Linked DNA regions of Macaca mulatta: region 2 is linked to region 1. A link is a contact called in public Hi-C data. All regions are on one chromosome and are shown on one strand. The core of a region is the stretch at or near the end of the contact, and the rest is flanking DNA. Distances in the headings are between cores, read along the strand shown. Region 1 overlaps AP2B1 (adaptor related protein complex 2 subunit beta 1). Region 2 overlaps RASL10B (RAS like family 10 member B).

Evidence for each region. A called contact is a pair of places that touch in the nucleus more often than the background predicts.
Region 2: a Hi-C map of fetal cortical plate shows a contact between it and region 1, with 3 times the contacts expected there. The contact joins two enhancer-like sites. A contact is called at or near these places in 4 of 14 Hi-C or Micro-C datasets (cortical neurons, fetal cortex germinal zone, fetal cortical plate and 1 more).

The regions. Positions count from the first base shown.
Region 1 is chr16:45,089,863-45,096,359 of T2T-MMU8v2.0, forward strand. AP2B1 (adaptor related protein complex 2 subunit beta 1) reads left to right here. Exons shown (of 21, transcript XM_077970803.1): 6 at 6,444-6,497. Among named protein-coding and RNA genes, the nearest start is that of AP2B1, 34 kb to the left of the region's middle. Within about 2 kb of position 3,334, at least 1 of the 40 cell types and tissues checked has an H3K27ac peak or open chromatin away from gene starts, as enhancers often do. A contact at or near this core is called in fetal cortical plate, where this site is marked.
Region 2 is chr16:45,213,899-45,220,824 of T2T-MMU8v2.0, forward strand. It overlaps RASL10B (RAS like family 10 member B), which reads left to right. Exons shown (of 4, transcript NM_001194639.2): 3 at 399-523; 4 at 1,025-3,511. The coding sequence ends at 1,295. It overlaps GAS2L2 (growth arrest specific 2 like 2), which reads right to left. Exons shown (of 6, transcript XM_001114413.5): 6 at 4,500-6,392. The coding sequence ends at 4,838. Among named protein-coding and RNA genes, the nearest start is that of GAS2L2, 9.7 kb to the right of the region's middle. Within about 2 kb of position 3,948, at least 6 of the 40 cell types and tissues checked have an H3K27ac peak or open chromatin away from gene starts, as enhancers often do. A contact at or near this core is called in fetal cortical plate, where this site is marked.

The DNA.
Region 1 (6,497 bases), core at 2,084-4,583:
TCACTAGGTAGTTTACCTCTCATTCTAAGGAAGAAGATGGGGAAAAAATGGAATATTCTAGATTGTAATGTAGCAGGCATATTGGCATTCTAGACAGTGTTTTGGATTAAAGTATAAGCTCTAAGTTGTACTTGTTTGACTGGTACTGCAGTCATTGTCTTCTTGCGGAGATAATAATGACGGAAACTCTCAGAACAAATATGTTGTCCTGTGCCTCACATGGCATTTGAGGTCATTCTATAAAGGAGATAGCAATATTTGAAACCATTGCTAATTTAGAAGAGAACAAAAATATGTAAACCACCTGTGTATTTCCTCATAATAATTTTGGTCAGTTATTCTGCTTTCACTTTATTCAAGTCTTCAGGGATACCAGCCAAAATAATTGTAAATTGAGCAGAAAAACTGAAGCATAAATCTGTTCATAGTGTGTGACCTTGAAGGTCATTGCTGGAAGTCAAAGTCCTGTAAATAGTAATTTACTTAGCAGGAAGAAGTCACTGAACTGGAAAGTGGTAAGTTTCTTAGGTTCCAAGGCCACGAAAATGAGTGAAATTAGAGTGCAGGGTGAAAATTATTTAAAGGGACAGGGAAATGGGTGAGAGGTTCCTCATAAGTGAGCTTATGTATGTGATATTCCACTCCCAGTTTAAATCTAGATTTCCTTTGAGAGTCTTTTTTTTTTTACAGGGTCATTTTTATTCTAACCATACCTACTGTACCAGCTCACTCCTTCTTTAACAAAATGAGGTCAAATTTATTATCCTCAACTGCTGCATGTAAGACAGGTATAGATCATAAATCATATTTTATAGCTAGGTAGTAAATCTTTGCCTCTTTAAGTACTGTCAGGATATGATTATCTCTGAAATATATAAAGTAGGATACATTTTTCTCCTTGTATATAAATCTACATGTCACCTTTGCTGGAAATAATGCTTGGATTATATTATCCTCCCCTACTCTGAATCTTTCCCTTCCCTTAGTTGAAGTTCACAAGTCTTGGAAGCTCTATAAATGCTGGAGACCAAGTATTAGTACTCAGACACTGGAATCAGATGCAGACCTTGAGTTCAGATTCAAGCAGGAATCCCTTTCTGGCTGTGTTGACCCTAAGCAAGTCACTGAACTTCTCTAAGCCAGTTTTGTTATCTGTAATAGGTGGCTTTTAGTAGCAGCTACTTCAGAGTTGTTATGAGGATTAATAGCACAAAGTAAATGTTCAATACATTTTAGCTATTCCAGTTTTTTATCTCTGTAAAACTCATTCTGTTAGTGTAATGTAAGTAAAAATACAAATTGCTTATCTTTAAAAATTCAGGCTGAGTATGGTGGTTCACACCTGTAGTATTAGCACTTTGGGAGGCCAAAGTAGGAAGATTGCCTGAGGCCAGGGGTTTGAGAGCAGCCTGGGCAACGTAGCGAGACCCTGTTTCTATTAAAAAAAAAAAAAATCAGCAGACTCCACAGGTCCATAAGGAAATAATCATATTGAAGAGAGGTCTGTAATTAAGGCAGAGAAAGATTTGTCTAGGATTGAGTATGTTTTTACACATCTACATATGTTGCTTTTATATATATGTTTGTGTTTAATATCTGTGTCTGTAAAGTATACATAATTGGGTTAGCTCTTTGAGGAGATATGAGGGGTGGGGAATGTTTAGTTGCAGTCTCTCCAAGAATAGAATTTACCATAATTGGGAGGCAAGATGAATAAAGGATTTTTTTTAGTTTTTTATTTTTATTGTTATTTTTATTTTTTTTGGAGACATAGTCTCATTCTGTCGTCCAGGCTGGAGTGCAATGGTGTGATCTTGGCTGACTGCATCCTCTGCCTCCCATGTTCAAGTGATTCTCGTGCCTCAGCCTCCCGAGTAGCTGGGATTACAGGTATGCACCACCATGCCTGGCTAATTTTTTGTATTTTAATTAGAGACAGGGTTTCCCCATGTTGGCCAGGCTGATACCAGCTTCTGGCCTCAAGTGATCCACCTGTTTTAGCCTCCCAAAGTGCTGGGATTACAGGTGTGAACCACCATGCCTGGCCAAGGATTTATTTTTTTTAATGCTGCAGATGTGTCCCTTTGTAATCTAGATGCCAACTTTTTATAAATCAACTTGTGCTGAGGAACCTCTCTTAAGAAACCCTATTTGTAGGCCAGGTACCGTATGGTGGCTCACACCTGTAATCTCAGCACTTTGGGAGGCCAAGGTGGGAGGACTGCATGAGGCCAGGAATTTGAGACCAGCCTGGACAACATAGGGAGACCCCTGTCTCTACCAAAAAAAAAAAAAAAATTAGGCAGGCATGGTGGCATGGCACTGTAGTCCCATCTGCTAGTTCAAGTGAACTATACAAGATTACAGTGAACTATATGATTATGCCACCACACTCTAGCCTGGGTGACAGGCAAGACCCTGTCTCTTAAAACCAACTAACCAAACAAACCCCAAGGAAATTCTATTTAAAAATTAATTTTTAAAGCAAAACTTTTTCTAGAAACTCCCTTTTTTGGCTGGGTATGGTGGCTCACATCTGTAATCCCAGCATTTTAGGAGGCCAAACTGGGAGGATTACTTGAGACCAGGAGTTCAAGACCAGCCTGGGCAATATAGCCAGACCCCATCTCTAAAAAAGTAATTAAGAAACTTGACTGGGTGTGGTGGTGCAAGCCTGTAGTCCTAGCTACTCAGGAGTCTGAGGTGGAAGGATCACTTGAGTCCAGGAGTTTGAGATTACAGTGAGCTGTGATCAGTGCCACTGCATTCCAGCCTGGGCAACAGAGTGAGACCCTGTCTCTTTAAAAAAATACAATTTTTTTTCTTGGAAACTCTAATTTTTCTGAAATGGTAGTTAAAAGACCATCGTTCTCTTTGTGTCAGTATTTCCTAAGAGAAATGCCAATTTTCTGTCAGGAGAAGTGTTACCCATAGTTGTGTTAACAGTTCTAAATCAAAGTAATAGTTCAAATGAAAGAAGCACACCTGTATCTTAGTATACAGGCGAGTCAAGGCAGTTATTGTAAGGGTTACATTTGTACTTTGTGATATTATTGTCTAGAGAAGACTGGAGGAAGAGGAAGTAAATCTTAAGTTTCAGTCTATTATTTTTAAAGTTTATTTAAAAAACTAAACAATATAGTACAGAATTCCAAAGAAACAGTATAAACATTGACAAGTGAGTTGTCCTGTACACTCTAGCCACCCAGTTGCTGTCTCAAAGTCAGTCTTTTTCTTTAGCTACTTTAGATTCAGTGTGACTGGTTTATTTTAAGTTTTCATTGAAGAGTGAGAGAAACTTGGCTTACGGACCAGGAAAACTGAGAGCGCTGCCTGGTGAGCCTGCCTCAGTATGTTGCTGAAAATGTAGCAGTCTGACTGTGGAGATTAGGAAATGAAAGTGTAGAGATAGGATGGAAGGAACTTAAAGAAATTTTAGAGAAACATTAGAGTTTCAGTATAGAGGGATAGGATAGCATCTCCTCTGGACGGTCACTATTTGGCAGTGATCTCTTTTTCTTTACAGGCTTTGCTAAACAATCCTCTAATCTGATCTTTCTGGATCCTTAATTTAGACAGACTTTTCACCATTTTGTTTCTTGTTTTAATGTGATGATAAGTGGCAATTGCCTATTTAAACATCAGACCATACACTTCATTAGGTGCATTATGCACTTGGTTTAATTTCTAGTTGCCTATAATAACAGAGGATTTCCAATTGCTCATTCTGTTTAGTATCCTTCTGTTCTTTTTCTCCCCATTGCAGTTTTTAATTCTCCCCATTCTCTCATTTTCTTTGTCTGTGTTTCCTATTACTAGACCTTATATTTAATCTTTTTGTTTTTTTTTTAAATGAGAAGAGTTTCACTGACATAAGTGGTCATTTATTTCAGACAACTGGTAACCAAGACTGGACGTGTGTTGGCATCTATAGATCGAAACAGGCATCTGGCCTTCTGATATGATACTTTGATCCTTTAGACTATAATAAGGTCAACTAAGTACATTGTGCAAGGGAAATAAAATATCTTCCCTGCACGTGAAGCACATAGAAGGGATTATTATTTCTCTCTTTATGGCTTTTCTCATGCTTGATAATAGAGTTAGCAAACAAAAATTAAGTCAGGAAGGAGCCTCACACATGTTACCATCCAGTAGGCGGGCTAGATGAGTTTTCCTGATTTGTTTTAACAAGAATAAAATAGTGTATCTGTAACCATATTTACCAAGTGAGTCTTTGATTTTTCATCTTAGCATCTTTGTTCTGATCACCAAAGTATAGCTTGAGATTATTGCACTTGTGGCATCGTTATCCTTTACATAATAATGGATATTATTGTAAGTATATTTGTTAAATAAATCACATTCTCTAGACATTTATCTTCCAGATAAAATCATATGCTGGGATAATCTGAAGATTACACAGATAATGTGAATACTAAAATCAATCGCTAGATTGTAGTCATTATGTTTCTTCCCTTGCTAACAAAATGATAATCATACAATTCTTCATTTCTCAAGGTTTTATTAAGGGACTTCAGGAAGAACTAACTGGTTTTACATTTTTGAGAATCTTTCCAATATATATAATTGCTGAAGCTGTCTCCTATCATGTCTCATTCATACTTGGAGAATATTTATTTATTTATTTTATTTTTGAGATGGAGTCTCGCTCTGTCGCCCTAGCTGGAGTGCAGTGGCATGATCTTCACTCACTGCAACCTTCACCTCCCAGGTTCAAACAATTCTCCTGCCTGAGCCTCCTGAGTAGCTGGAATTACAGGCACACACCACCATGCCCGGCTAATTTTTTGTATTTTTAGTAGAGACAAGGTTTCACCATGTTGGCCAGGCTGGTCTCGAACTCCTAACCTAAGTGATCCACCCACCTCAGCCTTCCAAAGTGTTGGGATTACAGGCGTGAGCCACCACACCCAGCCAACTTATACTTGGAGAGTATTTATATTCAGCCTCACTTTGCTAATCTTTAGTCAGCAACTGGGAGCCTCACTGCAAAATATGGTCTTAAGTTTACTTGTATAGGGCCACAATATATAGTATTTTGTATGTATGCATGGTTTTTTTTTTTTTAGTATGTTTGCAACTTTTAAATGATTTTAGATGTTCTTCCGTTGTAGATTTCTTAGAATTAATTTGTAATTTTGATAAAGTGTTGACTTTTCTTCCTGCAGCTAAATGGATTCCCAGATCTGTGAGTCAGGATACAAGTGTACTTTCTAGTGTAAGGTAGCAATTTTTCAGCCGGGCACGGTGGCTCACGCCTGTAATCCCATCACTTTGGGAGTCTGAGGCGGGCAGATCACCTAGGGTCAGGGGTTCAAGACCAGCCTGGCCAACATGGCAAAACCCCATTTCTACTAAAAATACAATAATTAGCTGGGCATGGTGGCGTGCACCTGTCGTCCCAGCTACTTGGGAGGCTGAGGTGGGAAAATCCCTTAAACCCAGTAGACGGAGGTTACGGTGAGCCGAGATACACCATCACACTTCAACCTGAGCAACAGAGCAAAACTGTCTCAAAAAAAAAAAAACAGGGTAGCAATTTTTCATTTACCCTACCCAGAAAGAAGGATACATTTGAAATACTGTATTTCATTGAATCTTTAATGCCACTGATTATAAGATGTATTATTATTTTCTGTATTACTAAGAAAGAAAAATGCTTCCTATTGAACTGACAGGCCATTGATTATAAAATGCAACCCAGTTTCAAAGATGTTAATGTGAAAAACTATAGCTTACACTTGATGAATTATGGTAATATAACCAACCACCTTAAATTTACATAAGACTTTGTAGAAAGCACTTATACATATGTCATCTGGTTTTATCCTCAAACTGAAACTAATCTGTGAGGTGGACTAAATTATCTCATTTTCAGATGGAAGAACTGAGTTTCACAGAGATTACATATTCTCTCAGCATTGTATACTAGTGAACTAGGGTCTCAGGCCCACATATTCTTACTCTAAGACTTGTGGCATGATTGATGGTGTCACCTCCCCCAAACCCATACAGCTACACAACTATACAATTATTTGGCCTAAATTTTTCTCTCTGTTGCCTAATGTACGTATTTCATATTTAGACTTCGCCCTTTTTCATATGCTGTTCACATGTCTTGATTTTGAAAGTTTTGAGTGCCGTTAACATGGTTAATGTATGTTTTACTATTAAATAATGTGTGACTCTGCTAATATATGAATTGTTTTAATTCAGGGTTGCCTTACCACTATATATAATATCATTGGTGATTTAATATATGTTTTGAAGTGGTTTATTTGTTTCTATCTGACTAGGTAAAATGTTCAGGAATGGTTATGAATTGAGATCCGTGAAGTGATCCAGAGAAGGCTGATTAAGTGTTTGTCTGTAGCTGTACTGTTCTTGGTGAATCAAGGTCATATCCCCTTCTTTTCCAGGTGGTGGCTAATGCCGTAGCAGCATTATCTGAAATCAGTGAGTCTCACCCAAAC
Region 2 (6,926 bases), core at 2,698-5,197, 120 kb after region 1:
CTTCCTGGAGGCAGTGGCACTTCAGCTGAGCCCTGGAAGATAGAATTTTAACAGCTCCAACACCCAGCTCAGAGCTGGACTCTTAAGAGGTACTTAATAAATGTACTTGTTGAAAAAAGGCCTCGATGGATGGATGAGGGGACAAAATGGAGCAGGGCAGAACTAAGTTCCAGATGTGCACAAAGGTCAAACAATGTGACCTGCTCCATCCTGGCTTGGGAATGGGGAGGCTACAGCTCCTCCATTCTCCCTGGGCCTGGTCTCCTGGGGATGAGCAGGTATGGAAGGCTTCAGGTGCAGTGGCAGGTGAGAGCACTGCCCCTCTGATGGGAGATGTCTGGGGGCTAGGGGAGCCCTCATGGCTGCTCTGACCTTGGTACTGGCTGGGGATATTGCAGGAGTGGGCAGACGCCTGCTGCAGGGGACTCCGGAGCGTCCATGCCTACATCCTGGTCTACGACATCTGCTGCTTTGACAGCTTTGAGTACGTCAAGACCATCCGCCAGCAGATCCTGGAGACGAGGTGAGAGGCTGGAACACAGTCCATTGCCACTTCTGTGGATGACCCAGTGCTAGCCAGTCCCTGTGAAAAGGGGACAGTATAGGGACAGAGCCAGAGGTATATGTGTTCTAAGATTCCCACACATACACTCAAACATGCATACATTGTGCTGTCCCCATTTCTGTTAACTCATGTTGGGACCCTGGCTGTGGGGGTGGCTAGAGTAGTGCAGTAGTTAAGAACTGGGACTTCTGGAACAAGACTTCCAGGGCCACTCAGCTGCATGACTTGAAGCCAGTAAACATTTAAGCCTATGTCCTCATCTGTAAAATGGGGATAACAGTAGAACCCATCTTTTAGATCAGTTGTGCTGATCAGAAACTATAACACCTCCAGGGCTTAGGGCTGCGCCTGGAGCAGAACATACGGTGGTGGTAGTATTGGCCAGGCACAGCCTGCCCTGCTGGGAGTACAGCGGTTGTGAGACTGACAGAGTTCTGAGCTTCCTGCCTCGCCCCGCAGGGTGATCGGCACCTCAGAGACGCCCATCATCATCGTGGGCAACAAGCGGGACCTGCAGCGTGGACGAGTGATCCCGCGCTGGAACGTGTCGCACCTGGTGCGCAAGACGTGGAAGTGCGGCTACGTGGAATGCTCGGCCAAGTACAACTGGCACATCCTGCTGCTCTTTAGCGAGCTGCTCAAGAGCGTCGGCTGCGCCCGGTGCAAGCACGTGCACGCTGCCCTGCGCTTCCAGGGCGCGCTGCGCCGAAACCGCTGCGCCATCATGTGACACCTGCGCGCCCCGCGGGCTGCACCGGCACTGGCCGGGCGGAGGGTGGGGCTGTACTGCGGTGCTGGGGCGGGGAGCGGGCGGGAAATGGAACTGTGACGGTCCCGGCCTGAGGCCCCTGCAGCCACGCATCTCCCGGTGAGAAGCAAAGCGCGAGAGGGAGCCCCCAGTAACTGCTAAGCCCTGCCCCTTGCCCCCGTGGCTTCCTGGGACAGCCGTCTTCAGTGCTGTATTTAGTGCAGTGCCCGGCCCGACCCGCGGGGGTGCCACAGCCTTTTGGGATGGGGGTGAGCGTGCAATGGAGGGTGGGGGTGGCGAGGTGCCGCCTTGGCCGGGCCCCCACCTGTCTTTTCCAGAATGTGTCTGTCTTTGCCGGGTGTCTTCCTTTCCCATGTCCGCCCACCCAAGCGTCTGTTGGTCCTTACCTGTCTCACCCACCCTCCAGTCCCCCCTAGCTCCGCTCACAGGGCTCTCATTTCGTCCATCCCCTTGTCGCAGATCCTGGCAGCTTCTTTGTGAGGCCAGGCCTTCTGACTGTCAGCACCACCGGCACAGGGCAGAGATGCGGGTGGCCCAAAGACCACCATCAAGGGGTCCGGGGGCTGAGGTCCCAGATCAGTGAGGGGAGAAGGTTGAGCTCTCCGGCTTCCAGGGAGACCTCCCCGCCCAGCAGCCCCCAGAGACACAACAACCTACCTTCCAGCCTTAACTCGATGGTCCGTCCCTGCCAGGTGCCCCTCACTCTTCCTGATCCCAAAGCCAGATCACCCCCTGGGTTAAAACTTTTTTTTTTTTTTTTTTGGACAGAGTGTGGAAAGGGAATCCCCCAAAGGATAGTTTCTTTTCCATGATGCCAGGTTCCAGTCTTCTATTACCTCCTGCATACTGCAATCTGGTCTGTCAGACTGGGGAATGTTAGGTTCTGGGGTCTGGTCGTGGGCAGGATGGTGCCCAGAAGGGGGTCAGGTTGTCCCAGTGAAGATTCTGTTGCCCCGTCTCAACCCCATCTGACTACCCCAGACTCTGCCTGCCTCAGATCTCAGACTATCCTGATTAATCTGGGGAAGAACAGAGCCAGGGAAAGAATGGTGGGGACCCCTGTGCTTGGGGGAGACACACCTGCATCTTCCCCCTGCCGGCCCCAGATGGAGGCCCTCAGGATCTGACACCCTCTTGTCCCAACACCAGTCAGCCCTATGCCCTAACTCACTCCGCCCCATTTTCTCCGGCTGCCTGGCCGGGTTTCTACCTCTCGTCACCGGAGCTGATCACTGTCAGTTTTGTACCGATTTAGAAATAACAATAATAGTGAAGATTCTAGGAATGGCATAAGGGATTGATGCGGGAATTGGAGGGAGGGAGAAGTGGTGCCCTGTCCCCTGCCCCCTGACCAAAGAAAGCTGTCCTTGAGGCTGAGCCCTCAGCCCTGGCCTGGTGGGAGGACAGCAGGGTCCCTTGTTATAAGACGGGCAGAGAGGACAACTCCACTTTGGCCAACTTAGCCAAGGCTGCAGCATATAGACTAGGAAATCAGGTAGCCCAGAGTGGTGATGGAGCGGAGTCTGGGGGAAGGGTCGTGGGTGGGGAATTTATCACCAACATCCATTGTAGGGGGAATCTATGATTCTGCTTCCCCGGCTGATTCCCACTCTGTCCACCAAGTGGGGGTAGCACAGCCCCACAGCAACCGCCTTGACCTTGGGCAGTCTAGTGTTCCTGCGTTCTAGTCCCTGCTGTGCTGCAGGACTTCGGGCAAGTGACCTGCCCTCTGTGAGCCTCCCTCTGACACAGAGGAGGTGGCTCCCCTTCCCCACACCTTAGAGTGGCTGGGAGGGTAACAAAGAGGGCCTGCCCCTTAGTCTCCTGCACCCCTGTCTCCTGGTTCACCAGAGGGAGGGGATGAGGGATGGCAGCATCTCACATGCCCCATCACCCCCAACTCTGAGGCACCTGAGGTGGGGGGAGGGGGCCCAGGCCTCTGGCTGCTCCCCTGTGGGAGCCATTGGAATGTATCATCTGACAGGCCCCCTCCCGCCTCCACTTCAACCCAGGTCTTGGATTTCAGGTCCCTCCACCCCCATTCTGAGTCTCTGTCCTTCCCCTCCCACCCCCTCCCAGGGTTTCCCACCACAGGGTCTGGAAGTGTGTGTGACGCCCATTGAGCTGTTATCCGAAGTCAGATTAAAAATCAGGGAGTGTTTTCCCCTGTTTCTGTACCAAGGTGTTGGCTCCGTTCCTCATGGTAGGAGGGGAGGGATCCCCACAGGGCTTGCCTGCTGAGCTCCGTGTGGAAGGAGGGTGAAGGTGGTGAGGTGGCCCCCAGTCCCAAAGCCCAGGTCAACAGGGAGACCACCGGTGAAGAGTTTGGGACGTATCACCTTTCCACCTAACCCCAAACCCTCCAACTAATTCAAACCATTCAGAAGGGAAGCAGAACTTCTCCCCTGCCAGTCTGGAAAATTTCCATAATGGGACTGAATCCCAGCTTCTCCGTCTGCGTCTCGTCCTTCCCACTCAAGGCTGAGACTTTGCAGCCTCTCAGTCATAACTTCTTGGATGTAGATGTGTTAGGAACACTTTCAGCCACCCGTCTTGTCCCTGAGTGATCTCAGGACCCAAACTCCAGAGCAAAGCTTTGAAGTCTTGGGCAAGGGTGCCTTCCAGAAGCGTGTGTGTTGAGGGCAGGATGTCTCTGTCCGTGGTGCTGACCCACCAGCCACTTCCAGGAAAGATGGGGCTGCCTGTAAAGACTGGCTGAGCCTCAAAAGAGGAAGCCTCTCTCACCACCAACTCCTTCCTCCTAGTCCCCATCTCCTGCAGTGGGATAACATCTGAAGCTATACCTCCCCGCACCACCACAGTCCTAGAGTGAGGGGCTCAAGAAGCTAGGGGGAAGGGGGAGGTGGGCTCAGTTGTTCACATCTTTAATCCCAGTGCTTTGGGAAGCCAAGGCAGGAAGATCGCTTGAGGTCAGCCTGGACAACATAGTAAGGCCCCATCTCTAAAAAATAAAATAAAATAAAATTAGCCAGGTGTCATGGCACCTACCTGTAGTCCCAGCTACTTGGGAAACTGAGGTGAGAGGATCACTTGAAGCCTGGGAGTTCGAGGCTGCAGTGAACCATGATAGTGCCACTGCACTCCAGCCTGGGTGACAGAGCAAGACTCTGTTTCTAAACTTTAAAAAAAAGAAGCTGGGGCTCAAGGTAGAATCACATGCGTTTAATAACTTAGGGGAGTTATGGAAACAGGTGGGCATGGCCAGGGGCCAGAGGCCAGGAGTGTGGGGAGATGTTCTGAGGGAGAGTCATGAGATATAGGATGGTCTCACTGCCCCGGCCTACCTCTGGAGTTGGAGTGAGAGCAGTGGGTTGCCCCTTTGCTCAGATGAGCAGATGGAGTCTATATTTGTCTTCTGACCCACTCCTGCCCAAGGCCCTGTGTGGAGATGAGGGAACGTCCCTTCTGTTCCCACAGCTGTGAATCCAGTGTATACATGGCCATTCTTTTTGCTTCCCTCCTCCCCGACACGTTCATGTGCCTCAGACCCAGGACTCCTCCTCAGGTGGAAGTGGAGCTTGATCAAGCCAGTGAGGTCGCAGGTCCTCTGGAGTCTGGGGCCTGCTCTCCAATGGAGCGGCTGGCTCTTTCTCCTTTCCTTCCTCCTCCTCCTCACCTACTGAAGCTCCGTCCACCCGGGATGCCTCCCCTCCCTTGCTGCCCAGCACAGCTCTCAACAGTCTGTCCCTGCGGGGCGGCCTGGCTGGACCCAGGCAGACATAGGCCAGTGGCTTGGGGATTCGTGAAGGCTGCTTCTCAGGCCTGTGGTCTCTTCGGGGCCGGATCCTGGGTCTCAGCTTCAGCTTGTAGATGGATGGGACCTTCTTGGGCTTCCGGAGAGTTCTCCTGCCCTCACTTAGACATGCCTTGACTTTGTCAGAGTTGGGGTCCAAGGGCAAAGGTGTGGGGGCCTCCGGGCTGGCAGACGCAGTAGGGGCCGAGCAGTTCTGCCCTCCCTGTGGTGGGACCTTCCTCATGTGGGTGCCCTTGGCACTCAGGCTTGCCTTTGTGCTGGGCCCACTCTGTATGGCTCCCAACTTCCCTTTGAGGCTTCCCGGTCCTGGGGTAACAGCTGGCTTAGGGGAGCCAGTCGGGGCTGCCTTCCAGGCTTCCAGGTCCACTTTAAGGAGGGGTGGGGGGCCCTGAGCCAGTTCTTGGATGACTTTGTCATAAGGACCCCCAGGCTCAGGCCACCGCCCACCCAGGCTGGGGACATAGACCCCACTGCGAGGGATGACCCCAGACCTTGTGCCCTGCAGACAGGCACTCCCGACTTCTAGCAGCTTCATGTTGCCCAAAATCTCCTCTTCAAGGCTACAGTAGATGGCTTGCTCCTTGTTCCTGCCCAGGGGCAGAGGTGTGTACTGCCCCTCCTGCTCCTGTGGGCCCAGGTCCCGGGACACTTTGGCCTCTGCCATGAGCTGGATGTCCAACTGCTGGTCCTCCTGCCTCACTTTCACAGAGCAGTCCCCATGCGTGGACCCAGCCAGGTCCGCAGTGACGGCCCTTAGTGGAATGGGGTCTCTCCCAAGTTCTGTCCCGGGACTTCTACTTGTAGCACCAGGAAAGCTCCTTCCTGGTGTCGGGGGGTGAGGAGAGGGCAGCCGGATGGGGATCTTGGTTAGGTCTTGGACAGGGGTTGGAGAACAGACAGACTCTGGCTCCCTGAACTGGAAGAACGCACCCTTGGCCTTACCCTGGAGTGGCAGCCTGAGGCCCAGTTGCTCGGCTGGGCTACAGGAACGAGGCAGGGGAGATAGTCCTCTTGCTGATATCCCTTTGGTGGTGGCCTCAATGTCTCGGAGTCTTTGTGGGGTGGGGTTCCGGGCATCAGTTCCTTGGCTGTCTGTTTTCTCATGAACCCAAGATGTGGGAATCCTTCCCCTGGGGAGTCCAGGGGGGTATCTATCCACCCTCTTTCCTGACAAGGTGCACTGTGGGTCTCGGCCCTTTTGGGAAGACGAGGACTGGGGGCTGGGTGGGCTGTCCCCAGCTGTCGGCTGCCTCCAAGATGGGGTGAGAGACCTCTCCTGGCACCTGAAAGGGAGAATCACAAGGCTGCAAAGGGAGACTCCTCAGGCCGGCAGGGTCATCTAGTGTGGTCCCTGGCTCGGGGAAGTGACGGTCTTTCCCCAGTGAGAACACCCAGGGGGCTCGACTTCACGCTGAATGAAACCTATGCTCCCTCTCCTCCCTGACTGCCTTGAAATCCTCCTTATGACAGTCACTGCCTAAGTCTATGTGCCCTTGTTCCCTGTGTAGCAGATAGAAGGAAGCCTGATCCTGGCCTGAGGTGACTTCAGATCCTTCAAGGGATGGCCCCAGACCAGTTGCAGGGCAGTGGAGAGACAGAGGGGAGTGCAGGGGTTGTCTTAGTCTGTGCTCTACCGTGAAATGGTAGGAAACCTTGAGTAAGTCTGTTCCATTTCTGAGCCTCATCTGTGAAATGGGAAGGCATATGAAGTAACCACATTATCCCAAAGGTACTGGGTGTGCTTCTGGTTCCAAACACCTGTGGTCTCGGGATAGAGTCACTGCTGGGGATCTGCTCCTCTTATCTTGGAGTGTGGT